2 separate regions of the Sus scrofa genome follow, and region 2 is linked to region 1. The links are chromatin contacts, called in public targeted proximity ligation maps. All regions are on one chromosome and are shown on one strand. The core of a region is the stretch at or near the end of the contact, and the rest is flanking DNA. Distances in the headings are between cores, read along the strand shown.

The links.
Region 2: a targeted proximity ligation map of skeletal muscle shows a contact between it and region 1. A contact is called at or near these places in 12 of 47 Hi-C or Micro-C datasets (embryonic fibroblasts, epiblast stem cells, fetal skeletal muscle and 5 more) and 1 of 2 datasets of targeted methods (skeletal muscle).

What each region holds. Positions count from the first base shown.
Region 1 is chr3:125,132,016-125,136,515 of Sscrofa11.1, forward strand. GREB1 (protein GREB1) reads right to left here. Exons shown (of 33, transcript XM_021087828.1): 16 at 3,820-4,015; 17 at 1,993-2,129. Among named protein-coding and RNA genes, the nearest start is that of NTSR2, 52 kb to the left of the region's middle.
Region 2 is chr3:125,246,695-125,251,732 of Sscrofa11.1, forward strand. It overlaps E2F6 (transcription factor E2F6), which reads left to right and starts at 1,538. Exons shown (of 8, transcript XR_002342859.1): 1 at 1,538-2,953.

The DNA of each region.
Region 1 (4,500 bases), core at 1,041-3,540:
CAGACAGAGAAGCAGAGGCAGAGCAAAGGCCAGTTCTCCCAGCATCGGTATAAAATCTGGGAAGGCATCTTTCCTCAGCAAGGTTATGAGAGCTCAGGCTTCAATCTGTGAGTGACAAGTGGCCTGACTCAACCCCTCAGCATCACAGAGCTAAAAAGCTTTTGTTTCCCAAAATGCATGCTGGGAACATCCCATGAGATGCTGGAGATGCTGCAGGCCCCGGCTCCTGGAGATTAATAGCAGACGGCCCATCCCAGGCTCTGAGAACTCTATGGGAAAAGAATCTTTTGTGAAAGGTAACGTTTATCAAACACGTATGACCGTGGAACCCCTTCTGGAATAACAGCCATTAGTGTGGAGCAGTACAGCCTGGAACACCGCTTGGCAAGTACATCTTATTTATTTATTTATTTTCGTCTTTTTAGGGCCGCACCCGTGGCATATGGAGTTCCCAGGCTAGGGGTGGAATCGGAGCGACAGCTGCCGGCCTACACCACGGCCACAGCAACTCGGGATTCGAGCCACATCTGCAACCTACACCACGGTTCATGGCAACGCCGGATCCTTAGAACCCACTGAGCAGAGCCAGGGATCGAACCTGTATCCTCATGGATACTAACTGGGTTCTTTACTGCTGAGCCATGATGGGAACTCCCTACAAGTCTAATTTAAAACCCCGTTGGCACGTGAGAAAAATGAGGTGCTGTGAGGGGAGATGGCAGAGCCCAGTTCACCACTGACAATGAGCAGCAGCTCGTTGTTGTTCTTTTTGTTTTGCATTAGACAGCCTGTAAAACTTGGCCTAGTTTTACACGTATAAATTGTGTGGATGCGGGTCCTTAACCTCCCTGAGACTCAGTTGCATCATCTGTAAAATGGCAGGTTTGGTAGTTCTCCTCGGGAGTCTGCTGGGATAGGGTTGAAAAGCTAAGCCGGGAAGTTCCCATCGTGGCTCAGCAGAAACGAATCTGATCCTGTGTCCATGAGGATGCAGGTTTGATCCCTGGCTTCGCTCACTGGGTTAAAGATCCGGCGTCGCCGTGAGCTGTGGTGAGGGCTGTAGATGCAGCTTGGATCTAGCGTGGCTGTGGCTGTGATGTAGGCCGGTGGCTGCAGCTCCGATTCGACCCCTAGCCTGGGAACTTCCATATGCTGAAGCTGCGGCCCTCAGAAGATAAAAAAAAGTAAGCCATAGAGTCGCACTGACTCTGGGTGCACACCCAGTTCTGTCACTTGCTGGACGTGTGGCCTGGGAAAGTCATGGGGTCTCTGAGTCTCAGTTTATTTGCAAATGGGAACAATACCAAGGCTCGGAGAGGTCAGGAGAACGAAGGAAGACGATGAGAGGAAGGCTCCTGGAGAAAGGCACACAATGAGCACCTGAAAGATGCCACGCCGAGGGAGTGAGACAAAGCCCACTGTGACAGCCACGCTCCTCCCTCACGCCCTTTGGTGTCTCACGGCCCGTTTTCCTGCCCCTGTGACCCTCAGACGTGCAAGGCCACCTGCCAGCATCTTTCCCCTCATTCTCAGCTGCAGAATTTTCTGGAGCCACAGCACAACATCACTAGCCCCAAATGCAAGATAAGAAGTAAACGAAGGTCCCTTTGGCAGAGGGGCTGAGTCACCCAAGAAGGCAGGGAGGTGAGCCCCTGGGGTGCACATGCCTCACCTCGCCCTTGACTCCTGAGCGTTTTGAGTGACTTCAAGACAGGTGGGAAGTTCCCGTCGTGGCTCAGCGGGTAACGGACCCAATTAGCATCCATGAGGAGGCAGGTTCGATCCCTGGCCTCGCTCAGTGGGTTAAGGATCCGTTGTTGCTCTGAGCTGTGGTGTAGGTTGCAGAGGCAGCTCGGATCCCTGGTTGCTGTGGCTGTGGCGTACACCGGCAGCTACAGCTCCAACTGGGCCACTCGCCTGGGAACCTCCATATGCCGCAGGTATGGCCCTAAAAAGACAAAACAAGAAAAAAAAAAAAGGGCAGATGGGTACCTCTTCCCCAGGGCAGTGACCATGGCCTCAAAAGAGCTGTCGTATCTGAGCAAGGGCAGGCTGTGTCCAGAGAGGGTGGATTCGATGAACTCCGACAGCCCGAAGTACTTCTTGTTCTCAGGATACAAGTCCACTCCCTAAAACAGAGAGGCACACGGGTCACGCAAACATCGCACTTGCGGGGGGCTGAGGATCACGTGACAGGGGCACGGGGGACCTGGATGGACATTTTGGTCTGCAGGGTACTGACTCTGCAGTCCCTGGATGACACACATAAATGCCTTTCCTCAGTGGACCCGGAGCAGAGAGCGCGCCTGCGTAAAGCCTGGGGCCTCCTGCCAAGACTTTTCCATTCACTTGACCCCAGGGCCTTTGCCAAGAAGAAAATCAGCCTCATCTTTCTTTTTTTTTTTAAACCCACAACTTGCTTTGTGAAACCTGCTTCTTTCCAACAGGTTCAGCTGGTTTTAGAGAAAGGCCAATCAACTCGTTTGCCCTCAACTGAAATCAGCAGAAAGGTACCGATCTAATCAATTTTACTCCCCGTGATAGAAAATTCCTCCCCAACTAACCCCGGAGCCTATCAAACCTCAGAGCACAGCAACATTGGGGGAAGTTGCTAAAATTGCACACGCATGAACTTTACCCCATGAAGCATAGCGGTTAAGCGGGAAGGCCAGGGAGTTGGCTGTCCTGGGTCATATCCTGGTTCTAGAACTTTCTAGCGGCAGGACTTTGGGCAAGTGGCTTCACTCCTCCCCTCTGTCTCATTTTCCCCATAGATAAGTCCGAAATCATCCGAGCAGCTGCATCTTCTATGAGTTCATCGGGTGACACACTTAGAACGGTGCCTGCGGGCTCACCATAAGCACTACCTAAAAATAGCTGCTGTTGCCACCTCTGATTCTCCATCAGCTGGACAGGAGTGTCAGCACCTTCAGAAGTTCCCTGGGTGACTCTGAGACACTCCCCCAAATCCAGAACATGAGGTCTACGATCTGCTTGTGTAATTAGCCAGAATCCAACCACTCCGATTTCTCAACCAACCAGAAATTACTGTTGTCTTCTCTTTTGATTTGAAAATGGCAAGTGACAAGCGGAAACAACTTTCGCCAGGTTTTGTGGCTGTGTGTTCAGTTTGAGGAAGGAGATTCTGACCCTTGCTGCCGAAGGAGGCAGGGAGGGGAAAAACAGGGCTTCTAGACAAACTTCGAGTCACCCCGACTCTACGCCCACATCCCCACAGCCCTGGAGGCTCTACGTGCAACGCCAGCAGCGCAAGTGTTTGGAACGCAAACTTCTGTCACCAGAGAAACAATGAACCAACTGTGTTTCATTGCCTCGAATGTTCTACGATAGGAAGCCAACCAATGCATTGCAGGAAGGTTTCCAAAAATCAGGAAGGGCTTAAATCTTACCATACACGGAGTCAAAGATCTCAAGGGCTGGAACCCACTGACCCCCAATTTGGCAAGTCAGTCAAATCTTTTTTTATTTTTTATTTTCTTTTTAGGGCCGCACCTGCGGCTCATGGAAGTTCCCAGGCCAGGGGTTGAATTGGCATTACTGTTGCCGGCCTACACCACAGCTACAGCCACGCTGGATCCGAGCCGCATCTGCGAGCTACACCACAGCTCACGGCAGCGCCGGATCCTTAACCCGCTGAGCGGGGCCAGGGATCGAACCTGCGTCCTTGTGGATATCAGGCGGGTGCATTACTGCTGAGCCACGACGGGAACTTCCTAGCCCGTCAGATCTTTGCTGAACAGAATCTCTCCCAGCGCAAGGTCACGGCTACTCCGGGCCCAGCAGCCCAGGGGCACTCACGTTACTGTAGGAGGCAGGCCAGTGGATCTCGTTGTAAGGGCTGATGAGGGTGTGTTGCGTCTGCAGCGCGTACGGGAAGGAGGTCACGTGGAGCGTCACGATGTTGGGCGCTTCCTTCACCTCTTTGCAGTTGAGCAATCTGTCCACCAGCCCCACGGACGGGTCGCTTTGCGAATAGAGGTTGTGGACAGCACTACTGAGGGAGGAAAGGGGGAGAAAGAAGAAGCCGTGAGTGGAATGCCAGGCCCCGTGCCGCGACTTTACCAGGATGGAGCAGGAGGATACCCTGATCGCAAGCCCGCCACCTCTGCCGACGATCAGAGCTTACGGTTCTGCCTACGACGAGGAAAATGAAATTTTGAAAAATGACGGCACTTCTGGGACCTGCCCAGGAGTCCCCTGATACACATCCAAAGTGTGGCGGGGGAACCGTATTTATAGAAGATCACCTGCAAGCTCCATCACCCACCTGCGCATTTAGCCGAGGGATGCTCAGCCTGGGGGTGGCCCCCTCTGCCGGGGCACCTGCCTCCTTCGACTCTTTTCCCTAAAGTCCTACAGACCCCAACATGATCCAAAGAGGACGTGAACGGGTAAATCTGACACTAAATTTAAAAGTTTAGGGGAGTTCCCTGGTGGCTCAGATGGTTAAGATCTGGTGTTGCCACTGCTGCGGCACGG
Region 2 (5,038 bases), core at 288-2,787, 110 kb after region 1:
GTTCGATTCCCAGCCTTGCTCAGTGGGTTAAGGATCCAGTGTTGCTGTGGCTGTGGTGTAGGCCAGCAGCTACAGCTCCAATTTGACCCCTATCCTGGGAACCTCCATGTGCTGTGGAGGTGGCCCTAAGAAGCCAAAAAAAAAACAAAAAAACAAAAAAAAAAACTTCCCAAGGATCTGCATACCAGATAAATCAGCTATAAAGTAAGTCAAATCCTGCCTCCATCACTGCCTAGCCAGGACCTTTGGTAATTTTTGTAATCTTGCTAATCTTCATTTTCTTGTTCTGTAAATGAGTCAGGAAAATACCTCAGTTTTGGATATAAAATGTACATAAGAAAATGTGTGAAGTACATACAACAAACGCTGGATTAATGTCTTATTTACCTTTTTTTTTTTTTTTTTTTTGGCTGTGCCTGTGACATGCAAAAGTTCCCGGGTCAGGGATTGAAGACACAACACAGCCATAACCAGAGCCACAGCAGTGAAAATGCTGGGTCCTTAACCCACTGAGCCATGAGGGAACTCCCTCTTATTTATCTTTGTAATTTTTTTTTTTTTTGCTTTTTAGGGCCACCCCTTCACATATGGAAGTTCCCAGGCTAGGGATTGAATCAGAGCTGCAGCTGCCAGCCCACACCACAGCCACTGCAACATCAGAAACTTAACCCACTGAGTGAAGCCAGGGATTGAACCTGTATCCTCATGGATAGTAGCCACAGTGGGAACTCCCTATCTTTGTAATCTTTTAAACTGAAGTATAGTTGATGAACCATATTATATGTTACAAGTGTGCACTATAGTGATTTATAATTTTGAACATTATATCCTGTTTATGGTTATTATAAAATATTGGTTTTATTCTCTCATGTAGTACAATATATCCTTGTAGCTTATTATTTTTTTTGTTTCTGGCTGCACATGCAGCATCCAGAAGTTCCCAGGCCAGGGACTGAGCCCACACCACAGTTCCAACCCGCAGCACAGTTGCAATAACACCAGATCCTTCACCTACTGCACCACAAGGGAACTTGCGGCTTATTCATTCATAATAGTTTGTACCTCTTCATCCCCTCCCCCATATTGCCCCTCCCCCATCTTTCTCGCCACTGGTAACCACTAGATTGTTCTCTATACATACTGAGTCTACGTTTTTGATTTATTCACTACTTTGTTGTATTTTTTAGATTCCACATATAAGTGATACCATGAAGTACTTGTCTTTCTCTGACTTATTTCACTTAGCAATTGCTCTCCAAGTCCATCCATGTTGCTTCAAATGGTAAAATCTGAACTATGTCTTACTTATTAAAAGTAGCCATTTCTGGGAGTTCCCACTGCGGCACAATAGGATCATTGATGTCTCTGGAGCACTGGGACGAAGGGTTTGATCCCTGGCCGGGCACAATGGGTTAAGGACCTGGTGTTGCTGTAACTGCGGCATAGGTCACAACTGTAGCTGGGATCGGATCCCTGGCCCAGGAATCCCATATGACAAGGGGCAGCAAAAAAGGAAAAAAAAAAAAAAATCCACTTCTGGTCTCCAAAGCTTGCCTTCCCAGGGATTCTGGTTGGTAAAGGTGTTATTTAACCACTCCGGGAAATTCTCCCTTCTGCCACAAAATCCAGTCTTCTAGAGGCTTCCCTAGGTTATCTTTTACTTTAAATCATTCATTTATCTTTTACTTCAAATCATTCCTTGACGGGCCCTTACTGTTTGCCACGAACTGGGCTAGACTCTGGAGACACAAAGATTAAAGAATTCCTCTGACCCCGTCTTCCTCCGGACGCCTTCCCAGCCCACCCAGGCTGCCTAGAAGCCCCTAGTCCAACCATCACCGTTCAGTTGCTGAACTCCACCCTGAACTTGAGCATTTATATCAAACACGGTGCTGTTCCTGGTGCTAAGTAATCTGCATTCATTAAGTCACTTAATTCTCCCCACAACCTTAATCCCACTGAACAGATGAGGAAACAGAAGCACACAGCGATTAGGTAGTTTAGTTAGTCTTATCCGCTAAGCAGCGGGCTCCGGGATCTGAAAGCACACCTTCTGGCCCCAGCTTTAAATGTTCCTTTCTTTGTTTTTTCCACCGGCATCTGAAATCGTGCCAGATCCCAATGACTCTCTCCTGCGCCCACCACAATATCTGGCACCACGGGGAACCAATCATTTATTCCTCAAGTGAAAGGAGGGAAGAAAAGGGAAAGAAAGATGCATACTAGTCAGTCCGTCCACGGCGGTTTGGTTATCAACATTTCCGAAGCCTCAACACTGAGCAAGTGCCTGAGAAGTGCGGAGGGAGCTCAAGATAAACTGAGCGTTCAGCACGTTCAGTTACCAGTGGCCGTAGTGCCAAGAGCTCCGAGGAGACCCTTGCGTCGACCTGGCGGCCTCTTTTCTCTCGCCCCGTCCCCTTCGCCGGGAATTCCTGCTCCACGTCTTCCGTCCGCTCCCTTCGCCGTCCCCTCCGGGAGCTCCGCCCTCCGGGCTTTCCCGCGCTCCGGCCTCCGGGAGCCGAGGGGCGCGTGGGAGCGCGCCGGGCGCCGCGGGCATGCGCACTGGGGGCGGCGCACTGCGCATGCGGGAAGATGGCGGGCCGGGCGTCCTGAGCCCCGCGGGTCATCCTGCTCTCTTCCCGCCCGCGTCCCAAGTCCCGAGGTCGTGGGGCAGCGGCGCGTCCGTCCGCGGGCCGGCCTAGGCAGGCGGCGCCTCGGAGCAGGCCAGGGACCCGGCGGGTGCAGGCTCCCGGGACCCGGCGTCTTGGGGGCGGCGCCCGAGTGGAGCGGGAGAAGGCGGGAGAGCTCGCAGGGTGCGAGGGCGAGGGGCGGCCGGCCGGGCAGCATGAGTCAGCAGCGGCCGGCGCGCAAGCTGCCCAGCCTGCTCGTGGACCCGGCGGAGGAGACGGTGCGCCGCCGCTGCCGAGACCCCATCAACGTGGAGGGCCTGCTGGTAAGTCCCGGGAAAGGCGGGGGTCCCAGCGGCGGGGTGGGAGGTCCCCAAGCCGGCGGCGAGGCCAGACTGGCCGTCGTCTCGGGGGTGCGCTGCCCGGGGCTGGCCCGGGGCTGCTCCTCCGTCTCCTGGCGCGTACTGCCTATCACGTCTTGTGAACCGACCGGTCTCTCACTTCAACTCTCGCCTTCTTTGCATCTGCTGGCAGATATGTTGTCAGCCTCCTTGGCTTTTGCAAAGTCGGCTACAGAGCAGCGTTGGAGAAAATCGCTCAACTTCGCCTAAGATGATCATGCTTTTCGGTTTCCTCCGGACTCTCAGTGGATCTCTGCAAGTTCTCTCGCTTGTGTTCTTCCTTGCAGTTCTTCCTCCTACTTAAGTGCAGCCATTTAAAACTGTCCACACCTTGCATTTCCCACCGCCCGGCTCCCCAGTCAGCAAGTTATTTTTCCCTCCTGTTTGACAGAGGAAGTGGAAGGGACATGGAACTCCCTGAAGAAGGTCAATTTCCTCTATTGCTCCGGACTAGATGCAATATATTCTCCTTGATTCTCAGAGCCCTTGAAGCAGCCACCATTTTTCATTGCCCCCCCCCCCGCGCGCCCCCATCTTCAACATCTCTGCTGATTTCTTCCTTTTACCAGGAACTAAGCATTTCCCCAAGTCAGTTTGCCCAGAGACTGGGGAGGATTCGGTGCTCAAAAATAGTTCATGAGCATCATCTCATTTAATTCCAGGCAGCAGTCCTCAGGGATTATTCTCGTTTTACAGTTGCCCGAATAGACTTGGAGATGTTAGGTGACTTGCCTGTGGTTAGACAGTAAATACGGAGACCTGGATTTGACCTCATAGGGTCTGACTCTGGATGGTAAATTCTCCACTCCTCAAACCGCATGCCAAGTTCATTTCTGGCTTGAAAGATCCCTCGCTTGGTTCCTTGTGCCCTTCCATCTACTGCATCTCTTCCCCTGCACAGCCAAACTTTTTGAAAAAGTTGTTCACACTGCTGGGTCTGCTGGCTCACCTGTCATTAACCTTGACCTGCTGCTGGGACTTATCCCCTCCGCACAGCACAGCTCTGAGACTGTTCTAACCCAGGTTGCCAACAACCTTGTCACTTGCAGTGGATGTGTGTGTCCGTATCTTTTGTAGTTTTGACACGATTGGCCACTCCTGTGGGGAATTCTCGCCATCGAGTGGCTCCTTGGACACGTAATCTCTGCGCGCCGTCTGATCAGTTGGCCTCTCCTGTTCTCCTTTGCAGACTCCTCTTCCATTTCCAGCCCTGCTGTGTTGGCCTCGCGCATCTCCCACTTTCTCCAGTTTCTTCACGGGGTGGGGGGTGGGTGGGGGGGTCATTCACCACTCTGGTGACTTGGATTAACTGTTTGTATTGGTCTTAGTCTTGGAGAGTTTGGTAAAAGCTCTGAACTTCTTACTACGGAGTAAACTGCTTAATTTTGCATTTACTCTCCAAAGATACTCATATTCCTTGAAGTCTTAGATATTCTTCTCCATTCGATGGCTTTGGTTACCATGTCATAATAACTCCCACATCTGTAAATCCAGCTCAGAGCTTTCCTGCTGCCGACTAGACATCTCTACTTAGATTTGAGTTCATTATCTTCTTGCCTAAGCAGGCAGCTTCCTCGCTCCTACCGCAGTAAATGGTGCCCCACCCGCCACGTTGCCCAGCTGTGTCCCAGGCATCATCCTTGCCTTTTCCAAGCTGACCCCTCCATCCTCTCAATCGCGGTGAAATTAATCGCCAGCACTTGCCATCGCAGCCATCGCCTGCCTTTTGGATTCGTGCAGTGTCTTCTTAACCTCTTCTCCCGCTTCTTGTCTTGCCCCTGACTTTTTGATATTTTCCGCACAGTAACTAACCGTCGTGGTATTTTAAAAGCCTATTTCTGATCATGTCATTTGGCTTAAAGAATGTATCAAGGTTCTCTAGTGCTCTTAGGGTAGAGGAGAAACTTCTTAATGTAATCACACCCCCGGATTTATTTTTCCTAAACTGCTTGTAGTTGCTGAAATGTCCATATCTCCATATTGCACACTTTTCCTTGTTACCTCCCACGG